Linked DNA regions of Gossypium hirsutum: all the other regions are linked to region 2. The links are chromatin contacts, called in public Hi-C maps. All regions are on one chromosome and are shown on one strand. Each heading gives the region's core, a stretch centred on a gene start, on an enhancer-like site or on the middle of the called end of the contact. The rest is flanking DNA. Distances are from core to core; before and after follow the strand shown.

Region 1 (3,291 bases), core at 191-2,690, 210 kb after region 2:
ACCTCGAGAGTAATGAATCCACAAAGGGCCCTGAACTCTGTAATTGCCAAAGCCATCTCAGGTTTGTGATTCCCATCCTTATAGAGATTTGGCTTCAACTTAAGCAATTCTTTGGCCAATTCTTTATCCGGATGAGCCTGTATTGAAAGGGCTTTTGCCACTGAAAGTACCTATTTTACAGCAAATGAACCACAGAATCAAATTAGACGATTCACAGAAGAAAAAAGAAAAGTTCATATTGTAGTTAAAAGTTAAGTTGATTTCCACTTTAAACTCTCAAGCTTAATTCTTTGCCATTAACTATTCAAGATCCACTCCAATTTCTCAATTGCTATATTGATAGCTTTGATCTAAATTAAAATTGAGATCAAAACAGCCAAAAAAAAAAATCTTTACACTTGTAAATACCCCCGAGAAAGGGAAAAAAAAAACAATGGACACCACATCAAAGCAAATTTCAGTCATATTCAATCTTAATAAAAAATATATAATTGTAAAAAATGGAAATTTAAGATGAATGGTGAGAATTCAACTTCCATTAATATTGAAGCAAAAGTTGCAGTAATTCCTATTCAAATGCAAAAGAAAAACCCTTTAAAAAGAAAACCCACTAACCCAATTAAAAATAGAAAAAAAAACCACAAAAACAGAAATCAAAATTCAATTTCCCAATAATCAAAAGGGGAGGAAAACGAAAACCAGAAAGGAATCAGATAAATCGTGTAAAAGAAAAGAACAAACCTTGAAGAGAAAAGGAAGATCGGGCCCCCATTTTTCCAAAACCTTATGACCAAGCACATTCGGATTCTTCCGAATCCACTCTTTTAAACCCACATTTTGACCTTCTCCATAGCCATCAGCCAAAAAACTTGGCCCCGAGTCATGTGTTCCCATCCAAAACTCAGCATAAGGCCTATCGGGCTTAACCTCGGCCCCGGAATTCAAAGCCAATAGCCTTGCCACCTGTGCCTCCGCCCCACATCTTCCCCAATCGTAGTTTTGCACCCAACCTCTTAACCGCTTCACCTTGTCAACATTAGCAGCCTTCGCCATTGTTGAAATACCCCACCCCCAAGAAAAGAAAAAGGAAGGAAAAGAAGGCTAGAAGAGAAGGATAATGCAGAAGGGAATGGGCATCGTTTGCTGGTATTTGAAGAGTTTGAAAAGGTATGAAGAGAGAGGGAAACAAGTTGGGAAAAGAGAGTGAAAGAAAAATTGAAAATGAAGATTTCAGATAGAGAAAGCTTGGAAGAACCACGATTTGTATTTGTGGGGTCTCTTCAACTATGACTCTGCTTTGCTTCCCTTTTGCAGTTTCTTACGATCTTATCTTCCCACTTCTGCACGAAATTTCCGTGCCCCTTTTCTCTTTTTTTTTTTTCTTTTTCTTTTTCATATTAAAATCTCTAGAAAATTTTGTTTGGCAAAATAGCAATTATATGCTCACATTACAAAAATAGAAGTCAGTATATTTGAGATTCTCGAAAATTCATATTCTACCACACAAAATTAAAAATTAAAAAATAATATATTTATTATTTATGCTATTTATTAAGTCTTTCTAAATTCTACTTACTACTATATCATTCATAAGTTGCATCTCCCAACTCGATTAGGAATTTTATTTATTGTTTGAACTAAGATAATTTTTAATTTTTATTTAAAATTTCAGTAAGTATAATTAAAACGCAAATCTTTGCTCTAAATATTTGATAGAATTTTTAGTAATTGGATGTTTTTCATATATATATACTAGATGAATGATGTAAAATTAAATTATACTACCATTTATATGAAAAGGGTGAAAATGGTATTCACTATGAAATTTAAATATTTGTAATTAATTTTAATTGTTAAAAATATTAGCTATTACTTCTCTTATGATTTTAAATTTTGTTTCATCCACTAGTGTCATGGGTTGTGCATAGGAGTCCGTAATCATGACTACCATGACGAACTTGTACGATTCATCATATTCGAAAGAGGTCATTTGGCCCAACCGAACTGGTTCGTTGCTTGGAAAGATTGAAAGTCCATCCCCAAAGCTTAGCAAATATGGAAGGTGATCTTTAAAGATATGTGATCCTAGACATTAAATGTAATCTTTAGAATATACGATTTTGTAATCTTAGAGATTTGATATCTAAATAGCTTTTAATCTTTGCCATTGATGTATTTTGATCTATATCGTTGATTTTGGGGAGACTCGGCTATAAATAGAGGTCTCTCAAGTGTTCACTCAAACTTTGGAAGTATTCACTCAAACTTTTCCCTCAAGTGTTCTCATCTTTCTGTGACTTTTGTTCATCTTTAGAGTTTGTTCTTATTTTATTCTTCAATTGTTTTTCGTGGATGCCTTAGAAAAATTCTGTTAAATTCTCAATTATTGCGAGTTAAGTTAACTTAGGTGTTTTTTAGTGAAGGAATTGACTAAGGTTACATGAATCGCGTGGAAAAAAAAATTTTAAATCCGTGACACTAATAAGTGTGCTAAATTTTAGTTTTTTTTTTAATGGAGTCACTTTATTTGCCATACAAAATTCAGTCAAAAAGACATTATTTATCTAGTTTTTTTAGATTTATTTATAACAAAGTAGCTGTTTTGATGTCATTAGTGTAAGTGACACTAATTATATTAAATTTTATAAAATAAAGGTTAAAAATGTTATTTGTAGTGCTCTAAATTAACTTAACTAAATTTGATGTTACTTAAAATTCAATTTAATTAATGATATTAATTAAGAGATATTAATGAAATGAAGTAATTTGGGATTTAATTAAATTTTAATGTATCTTGTGTTTTTTAAATAAATATATTTCTCTTATGTTAAAAAACTCTTTTAAAAATATTAAATCTGTTATGAAAATCTTATTAAGTGGGTGTCCATCAAAATTAAGATAAATTTTGAAGTACTTTAAATTCTAATAGTCATTTGGGGTAGATCTCTACTTCATTTATACTTCTTATGTCTCTAAATAGAGACATTAAAGAAGCTTTGTAAATATCTTAATTGGTCAATAAAATACATTATTTATTGCTTCCCATATTATAAGTAGATAATTTTCAAAGACTTCTCTTGAAAGAGTCAACCTCCCCTTAATAATATGATATCAATTCAATTAATAATAATAATTAAGAGATATTAATTCAATTAATGAAATAACATAAATTTGAATTTAATTAGAATTGGATACACCACTATACGTTTACAATAAATATTTTGATTTTTGGAAAAAAATTACTAGCACTTTTAAGTGAAAAAACTGAGTATTTTAAAAAAATTGTTATAA
Region 2 (3,102 bases), core at 16-2,515:
AGACAAGGTTTCAAATATACAATACCATCTTATATGCCCAATCTAACCAAACTATGCATGTTTGAGACATGTAACCATAAACAGAAATAAGAAACAATGTTTAAGGCACCAGAAACGCACCTAAGTGGTCCACAAGATTTAAGCCCCTTTCCCCACAAGATGAAATATAAAGCTGTTATAGCACCATTAATTACAGAAGGAACCACCTGAAAATTAAGAGAGACTTCAAAAAGGAAAAATTAAGGAAAAAGATACAAGTGAGCACTCTTTCTTCCAATTGTTATTATCCTCCTCAGGAAAAGAAGCAACCCTACTTGACCTGTGTATTTGAGAGTGATCTTCCCTTCCAAGGCTTTTGCAAGAGTAAAAATAAGATAGATGAGGGAACCAGACAACTGAAGATAAAAAGTATCACTGAAGCTCCAGTCTGGGTCAGGTACCGATACATGGAATAAACTGACCATATTCTCAAGAAGTTCCCAACAATGTGGATTATCTGCAGAGGAGTTTGCCTACAAGTAAAAATAATTAATGGCAAAATCATCTAAGATCTAGCAAACAAAAATATAATACAATTAATTTATATACAAGTATATGAACATATAGTCATATAACAGTGTTTCAAATGTATTTTATTAGTATTTATAAATATATGAGAACATTTATTTTAATCTCTTAACAAAAAATCATTATCAAAAGTTTAATAGCTCAATGATTACGACTTTTAGAACAATACTTTAGCTAAACTAAGCTAAAATTTCCCATAAACTACATAGAAGTACGCAACACTGGTAGAGATTATTCAGTTTAGTAATGCTAAACACGCTAGTCGCTAAAACAAAGTAAGGGCACTGTTGAGTTGGCCAGAAAATGCTGGAAAATCGGAAACTTGAACAGAAACTTATCGGAACTTCATAGCATATCACTTTGAAGGCAAGAAATGCAGTTGACCTAAACTCCACAAATAAACGTAAGATTCAAATTTCAAATTCCTCCACAAATGTCATTTCTTCTAGAAAACCAAACAGAAAAACTAGGGTTCTAAAAAATAAAATTGAAAATTGAAAAAAAAAAACAGAATGAGAGATTTATTTTGTTTTAATACATACCTGAAATTAGACGATCCGCGAACCTCAGAGATTGGCCTTGGAGACATCATCTTCAAAAAAATGAAATAGTTTGTATCTGAAAAGGAGGATATTTATAGCTTATTATGAGAGAGTAGTTTAATTTGGATTAGACAAAGCTTAAACAGAGATTAATTACTGATAATTAGTGTATAACAAGCAAAAATAAAATGAGAGAATGAAATAGAAAAAACGAGAGTCCAAACTGAAAATTGACTGCTTTGGGCTGGGCTACAATCAAGGATTGGGCTTTAATTGTTCCATTTCTAATTGGTTTTCTTTATGACTGTCTAAAACCGTATCTTTTAAGTTTCCACAATACTTCAGTAAAAGAGTTTCTTTTTTTAATTGCAAACAGGATTAATAGGAATTTTTTAAAAACTAGAATACAGTATGTGTAACATAATGTGTATTTAAAAAATAATAAATAATGAAATAATTGGTTGAGAGGTAAATTTAAAATTTTATTAATTAAATTTATGTTAGTTCAAATCTTGTTGTATATATATTTTTCTTGATTTTTGTTAAAATGAAAAGACTAAAATACCATTGAATAATATGGCTTATTTTAATTACGGTAGGATATTTTTGTAATTTTTTAATCGAGTTGGTAATCGGTTAACCCGCGACACCAACTCAGTCAGAAGTTTTATTTATAGTAAGTATAGATGTACAACTAGTGGAGATAGTAAATTGTACATAATAAAAACATGTATATATATATATTTAAGGTTTTACTAATTTAATTAGAGCTGTTTAAATCTCAATGTATTCATATTTTTCTTGGTTTTTGTTAAAATGAGAAGACTAAAATGCTCTCGAATAATATGACTTATTTTAATTATAAAAATACATTTTTATAATTTTTTAACTAAGTTAGTATCCGGTTAACTCGTAACACTAATTTAGTCAGTGGTTTTATTAATAGTATATTGTTAATTGGCTTACATGTAAAAAAAGACTAACGAAAATGCAAAAAACCAATTAAGCCCCTATATTAAATTCACACTTAATTAAGCTATTGCCGTAAACTAAAATAATCAATTAAGCCCATTCATTAATGATTATTGACCACGTTAACTATTAAAATAAATTGATGAACTAATTAGATGGTGACATATGACAGCTTCTAGTTTAATATAATATTTTTCTCATAAAAATGATTAAAAAATTATTAAAAATTTTAAAAATTTTAAAAATATAAAAAAATAAAATATTAAAATTTACATAAACTTATTAAAAATGCAAAAAAAATTATGAATTATTTTATTTTTTTATAAATTTATATTAATTTTAATAAATTGTAAAAAATAAAATTGATATAAACTTATTATAAGTTTATATTTTAAATAAGTTTTATTAAAATTGATATAAACTTACTAAAATCGATATTTATTAGATTTTATGGTTTTTATGATACAAACTTATTTTAAAAAAATGTATTAGAATTCTTAAAATAATAATAATAATTTGTAAAAAAAAATTGTAATCAATGTTTTCAAAATCGGACCGATGGTCGAACCGATAAGGCCACCAATTTGCAATTTTGACTAACCAATCCAGTTCAATTAAATAAAACATGAAAAGTATTAAAAAAATATTGTTATTTTCCCAAGTCAACCAGTCTAATGGTTTTTTCCTGACCGACACCATTGTCAATTTCGGCTAAATAGGTCCAATTGGCTGATCTGGTCCAGTTCAAGTTTTTATGATTTTTTTTATAATTTTTATAAGTTTATATTAATTTTAATATTTTTTTATAATTGTGTATGATTTTTTATAGAATTTTAATACGCTTTTATAAAATTTTAAATATGTTTTATTAATTTTATTATTTTGTTTTATAAATTATTAAATTTTTTAATAATTTGTATATTTTTTTTATAATTTTTAAATTTATATCAATTTTCATATTTTTAATATTTAATAATTTTTATAATTTTTTATATTTTTTCTATTTTTTTAAAAATTTATG
Region 3 (3,029 bases), core at 372-2,871, 240 kb after region 2:
TGTTGTTTAGCAAAAGAAAAAAAAGAATTGAGGTAATGGTTGCATCTAAAAGAAACGTGTGGTTACGGTGGTGGGTAGGAACCTTGGGAATAATTCTTTTCCTCTTCTTTTTTTCAATAAATAATTCTTAATTTTTTTTAGCCAAAATAGTTCTTAATTCTTAAACCAGATGGAATGGGTATATTCCTATTGAGTTTGGATTTCAGTATCTTTCCTAATAAAAATAATTTTTTAATAATTTTTTATACAATATTTAAAATTACTTATAGTCTCTCTTCAATCCATAAATAGGAAGATAATATCATTCAGCACACCTAAACTTATGTCTTCTTATATTGGTAACAATATCCATGCCAGTAGAGTGACAAGAAAAATAATTTTTAAAATAAAAGAATAATCGTATTCACTATCAATAAAATATTAAAATGTTATCACAGATCGTATTAGATTATGTTTTATTAGTATTAAATTTTATGAAAATGACATATTATAAAAAAAGGGTATATATAAAATATATATAAATGAATAATAAATCTTCAAAAGGAGAAGATAGTTTCTCTTAAGAGAGTGGTTTTTTAAAAATAATATGGATTATTTTAAGCAGTAATTTAATTTAGTTTATTTAAAATTTTTATTTAAAAGATATTAAAGCACGAATCATATTTATAGTAATATTAATTTTTTTAAAATTAAATTTTAAAATATTTTCTTAATTGAATTTGATATTTGATTAATTAACGGAATTAATTATAAATTTAAATATAGTAAAACAGATATAAATGATCATAGAAACAAAGCACAATTATTCTAAGAGGCATTGAGATATAATTGGACCTCTTCAACGATTTGACCATTTGTGGAAGCCCAACAATCTTCTAATATTTAGATGGTGCGTAAAAAATATATTAGATAAAAAAATGAGTATGAACAAAAAAAAGTATATTTTAAATATAGGTTAAATTTAGACTTTAATATTTGAAGTTTGAGCCTTGCGATTTAATTTATTTTTAAGTTTATAATATTTTAGGTTTTTTTTTCCTTCGAGAAAACTGATATTCATAAATGAAGGGGCCAAGTGTCAAACAACAAATAATCTACAGTACACGAAAAAACAGTACAAAACACTATAGCACACGAAAAGACAGCACAAAGCACCAAAACCACTCAAGCACAGAGGAAAAGGCACACATAAAACAAAACCAAAAAAGAAAAACACTCCACCCTCCAAAGAAAATACCAAATGAATACCAGCAAAATCATTCCTCTGCTGCTCAACAAAAACACTCGCGCAGAACCAAATGAAGAGGAAGACTCGGCTTTGAGAAACCAAACAACGGAGATTCAAGGAACCTTCTCCGAAACATCAAAACCCATAAGAAACCACTCATCCTCGGCGACTCCAGTCCAACCAGTCCGAAGCCGCCAAAACTTCGACAGAAATAGGTGCTTCTTCAACCCAAAAACAAGGAGAATTCCTCCTGCGCCCTTCTAGTGCCAAAGTATGAGCTGCCCGATTGCCACTCCTGGGGACAAACTGGTAAGAAACTCCATCCATAAAATCTGCGAGTCTTCGAATATTCAGAGAAATGGGTCTAAGAATGGACCTATCATCCTTGACAGTGTTAAGCTTTTTAATAATCGAGAGGGAGTCCCCTTCCAGGATGATCGTCCTAAAGCCCCATGTCAATTGCAAAGAGAAGAGCACGTTCACAGGCCCTAGCTTCTGCAACAAACGCGTCGGCAACATCAACATAGGGGTAAGTACACGCTCCCATAATTAATCCCGAATCATTGCGAGCAAGAACCGCCACAGTAGAAGTATGAGATGCACTTTGAAAGGAGGCATCAAAATTTAGCTTAAGCACATCCGGATCCGGAGGTCTCCACCCCACAGACTCAAAATTTGTAGGACTAACTATGGAAACTCTACTCACACTTAAAGCAGAAGCATAGCCTTTTCACAAAACCCACGAGGTCCTGCCAAACAAACTGCGTTCCCTCATGAACCACTTTATTTCGCTGAAACCAAGTAGCCCAAAGGGAAATAACTAAAAGCTTTCTGGTATCCGCATCAACTTTGATGAAAATGTTCATTAATTGATTTTTACCATCCAGAGTACGAACACTGCAATCAAATGGGAGATTCAAAGAGAGCCATAAATGCCTCAACACGTCACAGGACCATAACAAGTGACCAAGATCCTCCGGCGCTTCCTTACAAAGGGGACAAACATTGACAACCTGCAATCTCCGTTTGAGAAGATTGTTGAAATGCGGCACGAAATCTTTAGAAAGCCTCCACATGTGAATTTTTAGTTTAGCAGGAATCTGTAATTCCCATAGCAAATTGTAGAATTGTTTGTAGCTGGCTATAGGTTCCATATTGTAATCACTAGGATACCTGTGTGTAGTGAGTAAAGCACGATACCCACTCTTAACCGAGTACTCCCCGGAAGCATCAAAATGCCACACAAGCACATCCGGTGCTCCAGCTCCAGCAAGAGGAATTTAAGGATACGATTAGCCTGTTCTTCATCAACAATTTGATAGATGATATCCTTATTCCAGGTACCCGATCTAACATCAATTAATTGACCCACAACAGTCTAGTTAGTATTTGTACTCTAAACTGAAAGTCTACTATTACCAAGGCCAGGCAACCAAGGATCATTCCAGATGTTCACAGAGTCACCACTACCGATACGCCAGAGCAACCCATCTGAAATCAGCTCTCGAGCGTTGCATAAGCTCCGCCAGGTAAAAGAGGGGTAAGAACCAATTTTAGCAGCCATAATATCTGAAAAATGAAAATAACGAGCTTTAAAAACTTTTTCAAAAAGACAATCAGGCTTCGATATCAATCGCCAAACTTGCTTAGCGAGCAATGCCTTATTAAACAAAAATAGATCCTGAAAGCCCATCCCTCCATCAGATTTGGGCATACAAAGGTCAGCCCAAGCACACTAATGAATACCCTTAGATGACTTATTGTTAGACCACCAAAACTTGTTCATAATAAGTTCTAATTT

Evidence for each region. Hi-C and Micro-C count contacts between places; a contact is called where the count stands out from the background.
Region 1: a contact with region 2 is called in a Hi-C map of hypocotyl, with 3 times the contacts expected there. The contact joins the promoter of LOC107935810 here to the promoter of LOC121210868 in region 2. A contact is called at or near these places in 10 of 34 Hi-C or Micro-C datasets (callus, hypocotyl, leaf and 1 more).
Region 3: a Hi-C map of leaf shows a contact between it and region 2, with 3 times the contacts expected there. The contact joins the promoter of LOC107935766 here to the promoter of LOC121210868 in region 2. A contact is called at or near these places in 16 of 34 Hi-C or Micro-C datasets (anther, callus, hypocotyl and 3 more).

What each region holds. Positions count from the first base shown.
Region 1 is chrA12:11,057,837-11,061,127 of Gossypium_hirsutum_v2.1, reverse strand. It overlaps LOC107935810 (mannose-6-phosphate isomerase 2), which reads right to left and starts at 1,440. Exons shown (of 5, transcript XM_016868432.2): 1 at 742-1,440; 2 at 3-170. The coding sequence starts at 1,053.
Region 2 is chrA12:11,264,555-11,267,656 of Gossypium_hirsutum_v2.1, reverse strand. LOC121210868 (zinc transporter 5) reads right to left here and starts at 1,265. Exons shown (of 11, transcript XM_041082712.1): 1 at 1,110-1,265; 2 at 320-512; 3 at 121-206. The coding sequence starts at 1,159.
Region 3 is chrA12:11,027,299-11,030,327 of Gossypium_hirsutum_v2.1, reverse strand. It overlaps LOC107935766 (elongator complex protein 5), which reads left to right and starts at 1,621. Exons shown (of 14, transcript XR_001694265.2): 1 at 1,621-1,757; 2 at 2,116-2,568; 3 at 2,657-2,768.